Regions from separate parts of the Arachis hypogaea genome. Here region 1 is linked to region 2. A link is a contact called in public Hi-C data. All regions are on one chromosome and are shown on one strand. The core of a region is the stretch at or near the end of the contact, and the rest is flanking DNA. Distances in the headings are between cores, read along the strand shown.

Evidence for each region. Hi-C and Micro-C count contacts between places; a contact is called where the count stands out from the background.
Region 1: a contact with region 2 is called in a Hi-C map of an unstated tissue, with 3 times the contacts expected there. The contact joins the promoter of LOC112715339 here to the promoter of LOC112715334 in region 2. A contact is called at or near these places in 3 of 8 Hi-C or Micro-C datasets (leaf and an unstated tissue).

The regions. Positions count from the first base shown.
Region 1 is chr10:19,911,443-19,918,187 of arahy.Tifrunner.gnm2.J5K5, forward strand. LOC112715339 (probable methyltransferase PMT23) reads right to left here and starts at 2,028. Exons shown (of 8, transcript XM_025767097.3): 1 at 1,230-2,028; 2 at 611-760. The coding sequence starts at 1,700. It overlaps LOC112715340 (eukaryotic translation initiation factor 2 subunit alpha homolog), which reads right to left. Exons shown (of 7, transcript XM_025767098.3): 1 at 6,478-6,745; 2 at 5,145-5,201; 3 at 4,959-5,045; 4 at 4,707-4,853; 5 at 4,446-4,550; 6 at 3,628-3,726; 7 at 3,118-3,515. The coding sequence ends at 3,360.
Region 2 is chr10:19,594,390-19,601,171 of arahy.Tifrunner.gnm2.J5K5, forward strand. LOC112715334 (non-classical arabinogalactan protein 30-like) reads right to left here and starts at 1,909. Exons shown (of 1, transcript XM_025767092.3): 1 at 1,011-1,909. The coding sequence starts at 1,855. The coding sequence ends at 1,328. LOC112715332 reads left to right here. Exons shown (of 7, transcript XM_025767090.3): 6 at 1-473; 7 at 1,644-2,109. The coding sequence ends at 466.

The sequences.
Region 1 (6,745 bases), core at 778-3,277, 320 kb after region 2:
AAGAACATGTGCGTGGTACTAATTATTTAAGCTCAGAGCTTCTTGCCCTGTAGACAATATCAGATTATTATTAGCCATATACAACCTCCATTGACTGGCAAGTGTCAAATTGACAAATTCGTATATCAATTATTTCCGAATGCATTGATTTTTTGATGTACCAATCTTGCCAATTTGACACTTATTAGTGGATAAATTGAATAAAACAGTTGAGTTGTCTCCGTTTGACCTCAAGGTCACATGTTCAAGCCGTAGATTTAGAGACTGATGTCATTATCAAGTTTGGCTACCTACATTACACCTTTTGGGTGCAGCGCTTCCTTAGACCCGTATTAATACGGGATGCTTGTGCACCGAGCTGCCCTTTTATTTCGCATCTTATGGTGGCCTAGTTTCAATTTTCTGATTCTTGGATTAGACTACACCATTACTATGCTAACAGGCTCATTCTCAAAAGCAACTGTGTGCAAGTAAATCAAAAGAAAATCTTCCATCATGGTCCCTATATCCTTCTCCTCTCAAATCTTTGTTTATTCCTCTATTTCTAGAAGAAAAGTCCAACAGGGAGGAGGGAAAAAAAAAGAGATGATAATTTAGTACTATGGTATACCTTCTCTATGTACTCAACATAATGATCAACTCCATCTTTGAATTGAGTACCACCTCCGGGAAAGACGAGATAATTGTCAGACTTCACCACCCAATTCTGCTCCTTCTTGTATTCAATAAGCTTTGTACGAGGGACATTATAATACCAAATCTGAAAAAAACCAGAACCAGAAGTAAATTTCATCAATGGATTTATGAAAATGTAAACCGAAATGGAAGTGGGCAAGTAGCACTATGGTGTCAAATTTCTGAAACTCTGTATAATGCAAAGCACAATCTTAGACCATAATCAAGAAAGAGTCTTTATCATTGCAAAAATCAAATGGATTCTATACAGATACCAGAATCACATTCAAGCAATCAGCCAATCACTAAGAACCACAAATTCTTGCTCAAAGTATCAACCTCACCATTTTAGAAATAATCAACTTGTCAAATTAAAGTTACAAACAATTTTCAATTGTTGTACAAAATCATCTTTGGTTTTGAAGAAAAACAAAACCGATAATATCAAGAGAATGAAACAGTCTTTAACATTTTCTATGCAGACAGCAAAATCAGAGTCAAATCAACCACTAAGAATCATAATGTCTTTTCTTACCAAAAAGTATCAATCTCACCATGTCCCTGCTCTTAGGCCACGGAACGGGGACCCGATACCCTTTGGGAAGTGGCAGCAAACAGTGCAATTTAGATTTAGGACAGTGCCTTTCTCTATGCTCCATGTGCCTCCTTGACCTTAGAGCCTTAATGGCCTTCATGTTATCCAAACATGGCATGTAATCCACCCCAATCCCACCCTTACAAACTTCCCAATGAATAATCGAATCCACAAAATCGTCACGGAAATCATCCTCCTCCTTTTTCTGAGGCAATATTCTTTGTTCTTCGGGCGGCTTCTCTTGTTCTTCTGTGATTGATTCTGAGAGTGGCTGAGGGTTTTCGGCATCAGGGTAGAAACTCGTTGGATTCAAGGTGGAAGCAGTGTTGGTTAAGAGAAGAACCACGGCACTAATGAGCAACAACAATATCACGAAAACCAAAGGGTATTTCCTCTCTTTCAAGATTCCTCCCTCAACTTGAATCGCCATTTTCGATGATCCAAACAACTAATTCTTGTGATGTTAGGAAGAGAACAAGATTTGGCTTTTGTGAGAACGTAGCTTTTTCTCTTTTTTTGTTTTTTTTTTTTTTTTTTTTGTGTGTGAACTCAAATCCTTGAATCTAATGAAGACTTGTGGAAAGAGAGTCGGTGAAAATGACATACCAGCATCTTTGTGCTTTGATTTTAAATTTAATCCTTAGGTGGAGCTAATAAAGCGTTGAATCTGAGGGTACGGATCAAAGAAGAGTGATATTGCATGACGAGGAAGGTAGTGTAATAATAATAGTAACATTATGTTGGTGTTGTAACTTGAGAGGGGCAGAATAGAACAGAAAGAAGAAGATCGTGATTTTGCAGAGTAGTGACAGATTAGAATATGCATTTGACAGATTCTATTGTACATTTTCTGCCAATATGACGGCATATTATAATGCTTCAAACTTGAAAGTTATTTTTTAGGTCATGCATCTCACCGACAATGACAGGTTTTAGTGTTTTCTGTCACAATCAACCATGGACATGATAGTAAAATACTAAAATGTCACATCCATGGACCCTGGGTTTCGGAAATTTACATTGTCATCCTATGTCGGCATATAATCAATTTTAACTCATTGTTAGATATGATTTAGATCAAAATTTTATTTTTTATATGATAGCTTATTCTGTTTGTGTTGAAGCTTATAAAACATTGCCTTAGCTAATTTTCCTTTTCTACGTAAATTGAAATAAAGGGGTGGAATTAACAACTTCTAAATTGTTCTTGTTAACAACAAGGACAGATTAAAAAACAATTTTTTTAATGAGCCAATGTTTCTTTTCTCTGTTTTTTTTCCCTTTCTACAAATAACAACTCAAATCATCAACTCTCATATTCACCTAAAAGAAAAATCATCTAGTCTTAGTCATTTTTTATTTTGTTAATTTCATCCACACGTATTCATTTTATTACAACCAAACTCATACAGTTCGCATAAGCTCTCCATAAAGAGTAAAGACCCGCGTAAAATTTTGCATAGAGGGGATAATTTTTTCCCATCAATGCACTTCGCACGCTAGAATATTGTACAACAAAACAGAGAATAGATCTTATCAATTTGTTTTTCAATTATTTTACCAAGTATAATTTCTAACTACAGACTAAGTCAAACAAGAAAAAATGGATGAAAAAATATTAAATGATGAAAGAACATATTTGACAAATCAATTAAGAGAAAAAAAATTGAAAAGATTCATTTTCCAACAAAATGTGTATACAAGAATTTTGCAAAAAGGGCTTCAAAAAGCAAACCATTATTTTAAAAATAACTTGAAACAAGTGGATCATAAGCGAGTGCATCTAATCGTGGGCTTTGCAATGAGAGCACCGGTGGCCAACATTAACTGAAATTAGCATAGAAACGTCTTAAAAGAGAGATGATGGACTTTCTAATGTAACTGTAAAACACCGTAGTTTGGGTTGAACACCCTTTTGCGGAGACTCCATAGTAATATAGCAAATTACAAAACCTCTCAACATATAGTATTTCATGTTTGTATGATACAACCGCATATAAAAACAGTTTGAAAAGAATCAAATCAAAGACAAAAATTAGTAAAGCCATCTTTTGCTATCTATGCCTTACACTCTACCTTCAGTCTGGTGTCACTCTGTGATTCCGGTGCCGTTGTTATCCAGATCGACGTCACCCATTCCTGTGTCCTCTTCCTCTTCGCTGTCCTCGTCGCCGCTGACTTCTTCATTATCTTGTCGTAGTTTTGCCATGTGCTCAGCAAGCAATTTATCATCGCGTTCGCTCACCTGCATAAAAATGCAGCGTCAAATCTCAAGTTTCCATAGACAGAAATCAGAGGACAGAATATGTACAGTTGTAAACAAATGTAGATGATAAATATAGAGGAGTGACACTCACCGCTCTAGGTGCCTCCTTCACCACAAGTTTACCCTTGTGTTTCTCTATTGACTCGGTGCAAGAAGTAATGGCATTATTGAGGACTTGTATCCCTTGCTCCTGTTAAGTTTATTACAAAATGAGCATCACTTTCAATTGGACCATATATGATATGATATAGTGTATCGTGTACTATAATATAATATGGCTAATAAATTACAACAGCAGCTAAGTTATCAGAGTTCCCAAACAGGAGACATGAATGGAATATGAATTGCTTGTATCAGACTTTTCTCTAGTTTCCACTTTAGGTTCATTAATTAATTCCAAGGATATGTAGGAAAGAACAGTTATTCCTGTATAAACAATTCCATCCTAATTTTGCAGGTAACAGGATTTACCATAGCGAACACCATATAAATTCAGTAAATGCAAGATGTTTTCAATTAATTCCCTCTTGCACTCATAAACTCTGCCTTAGCCCCCCCCCCCCCCCCCCTTTCCCTTTTTTTTCTTGTCATATGAACAATTTTCCAACCTTTAAAACGAATACATAACAAAGCAACAAATTTCAAAAAACTTTGAACTGAATAAGGAAAATATTCTAGATCGAGTCCATTAATGACAGCAGCTGTCTCTATGCAGTTGAAAGGATTATGTGGTAATGATGATTGATACATGTGGAAAAACTATACTTACTGAGTTGTAGTGCCAAAACACCCACAATAAAAAAAAAAAAGAAAAGGAAAAAAAAACAAAGCCATACACTAGTAGGCACTAACTGAATTCAGGTCAAAAGCCAATTAACATATCAAACTTTCTGTCAACGTTGCACTAACCTTGTCGAGAGTCTGAGTGGTAAGCACATAAAGTGGGGGCGCAACAAGTTTAATTTTTACAGGGCAGTCATCATTTCCAGCAGCTTCAGCCTTCCTCATGGCCTCCTGCATATTAGATAAATTACCATGCCTCAGAATACTTTAGGAAATAGGCAACCAGAAATTACTTGATAGCACGTTATATGAAAACTATATGACTAGATGTTGAAAAGAAAAAGGGAACTTTTTATGCAAATCAGGGCCAAGAGAAAAGGCTAAGACCTTGATGTGAAGAACACCATCAAATTGAAAACATTTCATTTCAATATCTGCCCTAATTTTCAGGGGCTGGGGAGTCATTCGTCTTCTAATATTCTTTACTAGAGAATCCTTCACTTCTTCTGTGACAGCTGGAACAACCTTTGTCACCTATGGGAGACGGCAAAAAAAAAAAGAAAAAAAAAAACTTTATTCATCAGTGTGATTTACGTGGCAGGTAGTCTATAGTTCTATTCTATTATAACAAATATTTACCTCTTGCCCATCAGGGCCAGCTTCCTTGATTTCACGGGTGAGGGCATTTAGCACTGAATCAGGATCCGTCACAATTATCTTGAATGCCTGCATACAAAAAGGTGTATATAGTCAATAAACTTTTCAGAGCATCTTCAGAGAACTGTTAGGAAAATATTTTCTTTTCTGAAAGAAAAGGAACTTTACCTCAAAAGCATGACCATATTTGCGGTATAAAGGCCATCCAATGTGAACATACAGCTCCTGCATAAAGCCACTTGCATTTAGTTCAATAAACAAAACTGCAATGGTAAGACCAGTAAATAAAGTGTTTAATCAGATATTCATAATTTATTATTATTATTGTTATTATGATATGATTTCCACAGCATACAGCTGTATTAGTTATATAGCACAGTTATACCATTCTTCGCCATTATAAATTGCTATGTATAGAGTTCTATTCAGTAACACAAAAACAAGAGTTTCCCAAAGATCCCTTTCTCTAAATATCAAGACATATTAAGTGGACAGACATGTTTAGAAAGGTAGAAAAACATGCCTACAGAAAAGAAGACTATGATAATGACAGAAACATAATAGGTCAATAAGAGGATGAATAGTGTTTTATATCAACAAAGGAAATTTCAGTCAGTGGTAATTTCTCATGAAAATTTTCTTATGAAGTTCAAGCTAATAACCCTTATTTCTTTATCAAAAGACATGTTTGCAAATTGCAAGTGTCCTATAAGATCGGATAATGCAAGAACTACAAGTTACAAGGGAGTAAAAATCAAAGCAAAAACAACAAATAAGCCTGTGATCTAACGTGGACAGTAGTATAATCAAACATACTTGCACCATACTTGAACAGAAGCAATATGATTAAGCATATAAACAAAGCATTTTTAAGTTAGAACTACAACAAATCACTTGAAAATAAGCTCCGGTGTGTTTGAGTAAAGGTCAGGTTCCCACGAATCAACATGTGAACCGTGAATAGCACAAGCGAGGTCCGAACAAACACAAACCAGAACATTAGAAAAATACGAAAAAGGCAAATTGAACAGAGTCGACGACCTACCCAATACTACCAGCATGAGTAAAGCCAATTAGGCTTTCAAAGCGCAAGAAAGAAATGAACATCATATGCCACTTTTACCAACGCCTTCCTAATTATGGTAACAATTCCAATACAGTCCATAACTCAAAACAAATCCTATTCCTATCAACCAATTTCCCTTCATTTCCTCCCTTAGTCTCTACACGTGGACAATGAACACATTCTTGAACATCTATTTTATGCCATAAAAAATGATCATTTCCTTGTAATTCTACATTTCTACTTTCACCAAGAGAAATTAGACAATCACACTGATTGGTCCTCTTTAACCAAGAAAGAGACACCCAAACAAGCAACTATCTCTTACAACAACGCCAATCAACACAGTTCCAATAAAACAACCAAAAAACAAGCATACTCAAATCACTCGCATACAAAGCAAAATTACAACTGAGCTGGAAACAGCAAGTAAATTACCTCCAAATCAATGTTTAGGGTCTCAGCAACGTGGCGCATGATAGAGTGAACAAGCTTGCTCTTATTATACCTCTCCTCACAGGCCTGAATATCCTCTTCAGAAACACGGCGCTTGCTAAGGTCGATGTAACCCTTGTCCTTATCGACACGAAGCACCATAACGGGTTCGATGCGACCGACCTTGATGAGGCTGCTGACGCTCCGAATCCGGCGCCGGGAGAGCTCAGAGAAGAGGATCATTCCCTCGATGTTGTTGTACTCGAGGAGT
Region 2 (6,782 bases), core at 659-3,158:
TTTCCCCCATCCCAAGGATCTTCCTTCTGAAAAATCCAGTGATAGAGACGAAGAAAGTTCCCATAAATCAAAGTTTAGAGAGGATACAGTTGTGTGCAGATTTGTTGGCTCTGCAATCTTGGATGAGCCAGAGGTGGAGAATGTTTGCCACCATGGCTTGGTGGACCCTACAATCAACATGAAGGAAGCCATGAATGACATAAATAACATGTTTGGAAAGCCAATGGATTTTGTTAGGAAAAAAAGATCAATGAAACTGGAGAAAGCTCCTGAGATCAACAGGGGAAAGGAACTTGATGGCTTTTCAATCCTTGCTGATGATGATGATATGGAGCAGCAACAAGTTGCGCCACCACCAAAATTTTCGCGAAAGTCAAAGGAATGCGAGTTATATGAGCCAACTATCCACACAAAGGAAGCGATGGACAACATAAACAAGATGTTTAATATGCCATTGGATTTTTAAGTGCAAGGTGATTGATTAACAATGATTACAATTTATAAGTTGTAAGAATATGCATTTGATTTTTGGGAGGCACACAAATGTGAGTTTTCTGTTGTCCTTTTTATTCCCCAACAAAGTTTATGGTTTATACAAATTGCCTATGAATTTACTAATTTAGAGTTCAATGTGAGAAATGTAAATGAAACCAAAGACTGACTGGACCAGCATTACAATTCAACTCATCATAAAAAGGCATAAAACAATTAGGTAGCGTTTGTTTTGAAGTAATGGGACAGAGATTGGGAGACTGAAATTTAGTATCATATTTATTGGCTCAGAGACGGGTATTAAAATTTCTGTCTCTATCTTCAAAATTTCAGTATTTCAATACCTCCAAAAAGTGAGGACAAAGGGGATTGAAATTTTTAGAGATGAAGATTGAAATTTTAATAACATTTTATACCTAAAATACCTTTATTTTAATTAATTAATTCTAATTTTATCCTTTGTACAAATTAAATTAGAGCTTCATTTTCGTTTTAATTTCTATCTTTCACTTTACACCAAATAGAATATTGAGATTTATTTCGGTCTCTGTCTCTCTACTTTATATATTGAATATTACAAGCAAAGATAAACCAAGAGGGAAAAAACAGAAGAGGGGGAGGGGGTGGGAGAAGAGAAAACTTGATGAAGCATATATGAATGCTTGGGTCAAGGGTAATTGACTAATTGTTTGATACATTAAAAAAGTGTTTTTGAGTTGAGTTTTAATTTTGGAGAATTTGGAAGAAAGGGAAGCCTTGAAGTGTAAAGGAAACTTTTCCCCCGTTTATTTTGTTCTTTGATTCCTTCTCCAAAACTTCAACCCGCAACTAGATCCTAGTAGTGAACCTGGGCACAGTCAGAGGGACGGAAAGCCAAGGGTCCTGCAGCATAGATAACTGCCTCATATTTGCTTCCACGCAATCTCTTGTTCTCGAATCGAAGCAAAGCGCCATTCAGACCATAATTCAAATTTGAGAGAAGGTTACAACTCTCAAGCGGGGACCAAATAGGCTTAACATAACAAGAGTGCAGAGGGTGATCAAGTAGATAATTCTCCATCTTGAACCCTTCAAGTGGTGCATATAGGTAACCATTTTTATCTGTCTCAAAGACCTTGTAGTAGCTAACATGACCCTTATGGCTATTGCAGGTTACACTTGCTTTTGCTGAAGGAATTGGCTTTGCTCCATTCAATGACCATGTTCCAAGGTGCTCACAACTTTGACAGTACACTATGGATTCCACCACCACCTCTATTTTCTTCTCTGTTGTTTTTGGAACAATATTATAATCAGCTTCTGTATAAGGGAATGCAACTATGAGAAGCAAGATAGAAAGGATATTGAAGTGTATGGTTGCCATAACTTGGCGGGGTGTGAAAGTGAAATAACTAGAAAGAGTTAAGAGACTAGAAATAAAGATGCATTTTCATAAACTGGTGTATGTTTATATATATAGTTGATGATCATTGATGATGTAGACCAACGTGCCCTCCACTTTGGTACTGATAAATGTTTGTCATGTTAATTTATGTATTTACGTGAAGGCCACCTTTGTTCATCATGTACATATTTTCGTGATGTGGATAAATCATAATATTGAAAAGGTTTAAACAATAGGGTTGTTAATTGTTATTGATTTTAATTTTGGTTTCTGTAATTTTATATTTTAGTTTTTTTAATCTATAAATTTAGTTGGGTTTCTACATCTAAGCTCTTTTTTTCAGTGATACTTTTTGTTGGTTATTTTTCACATAGAAGTGCTCTCTGTTCATAAAACATCGATTCTTATCATTTTATCTATTTTGAATTTGAGTATCAAAGCTTAAATATTAAGAATTTACAGAGAGATTTATAGCAAATAAAAAATATGTAAGATTCAAAATTTAAGGCAATTATAGAGACCACCTTTCATTTTACTTTTTTTTTTATTTGGTACAAAAGACCAAAATTTCTTTTAACTCTATTGAAAATGTATACGTCTTTTATTTGGTGCATATTATTAGAATATTTGTGAATAAATAAGCTAGGATAATATAAGATCCGTTATAATAGGTTGGTTGTATATCATGTAATTATGTACAAAATTCTATCTTTTAGGTTATATAAATTTCTGAACTAACTTAGACAGTCAAATAGTCAGCTCACTTATTTAATTAAATAACTTTTAAATAGAGTTTAAATAAAACACAACTAAGTTCTAATGTGTAAATAAAACACATAATTATTGTGTCTTTCTCGTTCTTCTCACATTCAATAATTCAACGATAATGTATGTCTTACTCTCTTTCTCTCACATTCAACATATTACCTAGAGCTTAGAGAGAAATGATAAAATCTCAGACAACTTGTTTACCTTAATCACACCAAAATTGTCCTCTCAAGAACCTCCAAACCCAACTCATATAGCATAGCCATTAGGCGCGGCTAGTGACTCAAAAATTTGTCCTTGTTATCTTACATTTCTATCACCATTGTTTTTTGACTTATACTATTGTTCAGTCCAGATTCATCTCTTTTATTATAAGAAAGGTATACTGTATATTTGAATTTGAATATGCTTCTAATCTAATGCAGAAAGGATTTTAACCTTTTTTGGGGGTTTTCATATAAAGGATTTTAGCATAATTGAGTAATATTGCCTTAGGAGAATGTATATTTGACCAAAAATATTAATGTCTAATGACTTGACTTAAAGCTTTAGTTTTGCTTCACCTGCTTGAAATATATTCGACACAGTAGAAAGAATCAACTCCCTTTGCAAGTGATTATTAGTTATAAAAGTTAGTTTAACCATTTATCAAGTTTAGAAGCATATCAAATAAGCAAAGTGGTTAATTATAAGAAAAAGTGTAATAACCCGTACTATACACGTAATAAGATTGAAATTATAATTTTAAATTATTTTATTAAAATTAATTTGAATTGTAATAATTTAATTAATAAATAAGTAATATGATGTGCATTGTTCCTATTTTTTAAATATAGTATTAAATGTATTAACTCGAATATAGGTATTAAGTATATAAGAATTATGTTTAAATTAAAAATTCTCTAAATAAAATTTTTTCGTTTAAAATATTTAAATTATGATTTCAATCATAAATTACAATTATGATCTAAAAAAAATACTTTGATATGATATTACATTTTTTTCCACTTTACTATTAATATATTGATATTGCAAGTCTAAATTATAATATTTTACTAAATCTTGACGGAAAAAGAAAATAGTTACGTGTTTCTATCATTTAATTTATTTAATACACCATGTGCTAACAGTAACGATATTTTTTTAAAAAAATATATTGATAAAAATAGATATAATATAATTACAAATATAACATAAATAAATAAAATATATAAATAAATGCGAAACCAATATGCTTACCAATGTCTTTGTTAAATTTTATAAATTAGAGAATACATTTGGTTGCTTGGTGATCACATAGATGATCAAGTAATTGGATTGTAAATTGATCTCACAGCGTGCATCTTATTTTTTTCTCATTTATGAATGAAAGCGAGAATTAAGAGAAGTAAGTAGTAATACATAAAGAAAAAAATTGCACCACAACACATAATTATTAGGGCAATTTACCTAAATAAATAAATTGGGTGAAAGCTTTACTCAAATACACAAAACAGAAATTCCTTACGTACATGTGCATTTTCACACTTCTATGTAAACCGTGGGAAGCTACCACGGTTTTTTATTTTAACATAAACCGTGGCAAGCTACCACGGATTATGGTGTTTGTGGTTTGTGTGTAAACCGTGGCAAGCTCTAACGGTTTACGAAGAGAGAAAGCTAAGCATAAACCGTGGCAAGCTCCCACGGTTTATGAAGGAGGAATTTTTATCATAAACCATTTATTTTTAGATGTTTGATTGCATCAATGTGATATCATTTAGACTGCGCATGATAATTGTGACAGAATACATGTATATAATAGAAGCTCAAACCGCTTAAACTATCAAATACATAGCAGATAACATATTAGACAATTCTCAAACATTTTTAACTATCAAATACATGGCAGATAATAAATTACAGAAGTCTGAAATACATAAGGCTAAATAGCATGCGAAGAACATAAACTAACATAATTCCTACCGGACATGACAATATGACATAACTAATCAGAATCCTCAATGGTGTCACTGTCATCATCGTCGAACTGACCGAGCAGGTGACCTCCGGTGCCACACAATGGAGGACACCTCACCCTCCTAGGTCTCTGCTCTGCTGCTGGTCCTGATGGCTGTGCGGGAATGCCGCTGAATGCTGAGGCTGGGGTCCCTCCTAATGGGATCCATGGGTCAGTCGGAGATGCTGCAGGCTCGTTGAGGTCAACGGCCAACTGAGGAAGAACATCGTTAGTCTGTGGCTGCAGATCAGCAAACTGGGACTGGTCGTCAGGTATTTGTGGCCTATAATGGGTCCCATCATCATCCATGAGCATGTCTGCTATATCCCTATAGATCTCTGACTCAGTAACAGGATCATCGATGTCCATCCCAATAGCTACGGTGGTATACCCAGCAAACGCATGTGGGGTGACATTCCCAAAGAGCTGAGAGCTACTACCCACATCGTAGGTCGGCTGATCCATAGCTGAGGCTGAACCAACTACATCCTCACCAACACCATGCTGAGTGCTCTGATCATCAACGGAAGGTACTCTACCTCGAGCCCCTCCACGGCCGTCCCGCCCTGCCTGTCGTCTGCCTCTACGTCGAGGAACACGATAATCTGTCGCATATCCATGATCAGCTCTAGGGATGTCCTCCTCCAAACGGTCAGCCAGCTCTCGCCACTCTCGATCTGTGGTACGGGTGCCTATACGCTGACGCCGATCTACTCGCCTGTTATCTGGTCTGTCGTAAACGTGCACTCTAGGAGGTGCCTGCGACGACCCTCTGTGACGAGCCTCCTCAGTCAACACAATCGGCCTAGGATCCTGAAATGCAACATCTGGGGATAGGAATCTATGCGCCACACGGCACCACCACTCCAGGTAGTCTGATGATGGACCGAGATCAAGGACTCGATCGACCTAGATGACTAAATGAAGTCGGTTCTCCCAATGCTGATGCCACTCCCGATAATATGTGAGGAACCACCTGTCCCCACCCCTGCCATCCTTCGCACGTAGCCAATCTATGTTCAGAGCTGGCTCAGGGAGATGCTGAAGACTGCCAAACTGCAGCAGAACCCGGTCGACCTGATGCCACTCAATCACAGCAAAATATATCAGGCTAGTGACGGCCGTCCATAGCCTACGGTGCTCGTCAGCTAGTATCTCCGGGTGAATAACAGCACCAACCTCGGCAGAAGAATAAGGCTCCCACACAAACTGTATCGAAATAGTAAGGGTTTCGTCAGACCACGATACTTAACATAAACCACTGAAACTAAGAGCAATAACTAAATGACTCACATCGTGGACACGCAATCGATCCAAGGAAAGGCATGCAGACACTAATCTTTGATCCCCTGGATCGTTCCTCGGCAGAAACGTAGCTCACCTAGAATTTTAATTGAAATCATGTCATAACTAGAAATAACACATAATGTTGAACAACTTGTGAACCAAAAATAATAAACTGTATCTGGAGGCAAGAGGAAACCCAAATACATCAAGCCCACTAGGCCTCAACGTGGGAAACCTCCAGAAAATCCAAGACTGTAGAAGCTGTAGCGGCCCGACCAAGTTAACAATGTTTCTGTTCGTCCCACGACAAAGACATCTATACAACCAGGCCAGTGCAGCCGAACCCCAGCTATATCTGCCCAAGTCGTCCAATGATGCCAAATAAGGCAACCAACGAAGGTGGACCTAGTTTGTATTTTGTCCGCAAACAGCTGAGAAGACAATAGCGTCAGAATATAAGCACGTGCGTATATACGCACGGTCTCATCAGTAGTATCTGCTGGGAGAACTCGGAACCTCTCATGGAACTATGTGTAGCACACTGTCATCTGCTTTACTTTACTCTGCGGAGGTAACTCCCCAAACAACTCGCGGAACCATACCCATGCTGGTCTACCATGCTCCATCAGATTCTCAAACTCAGTCAGGCACCCGTTGACGGGCTCACCATCGATCGGCAAACCCAGCTGATATGCCACATCTTGCAAAGTAATACTGCACTCACCAAAGGGCATATGGAAGGTGTGCATCTTAGGACGCCACCGCTCAATAAATGCGCTAAGGAGAGGCTCATCAACCCAGAACCACTGGCTGTTCAGCCTAGCCAAATGATACAAGCCCGCCGTCTCCAGG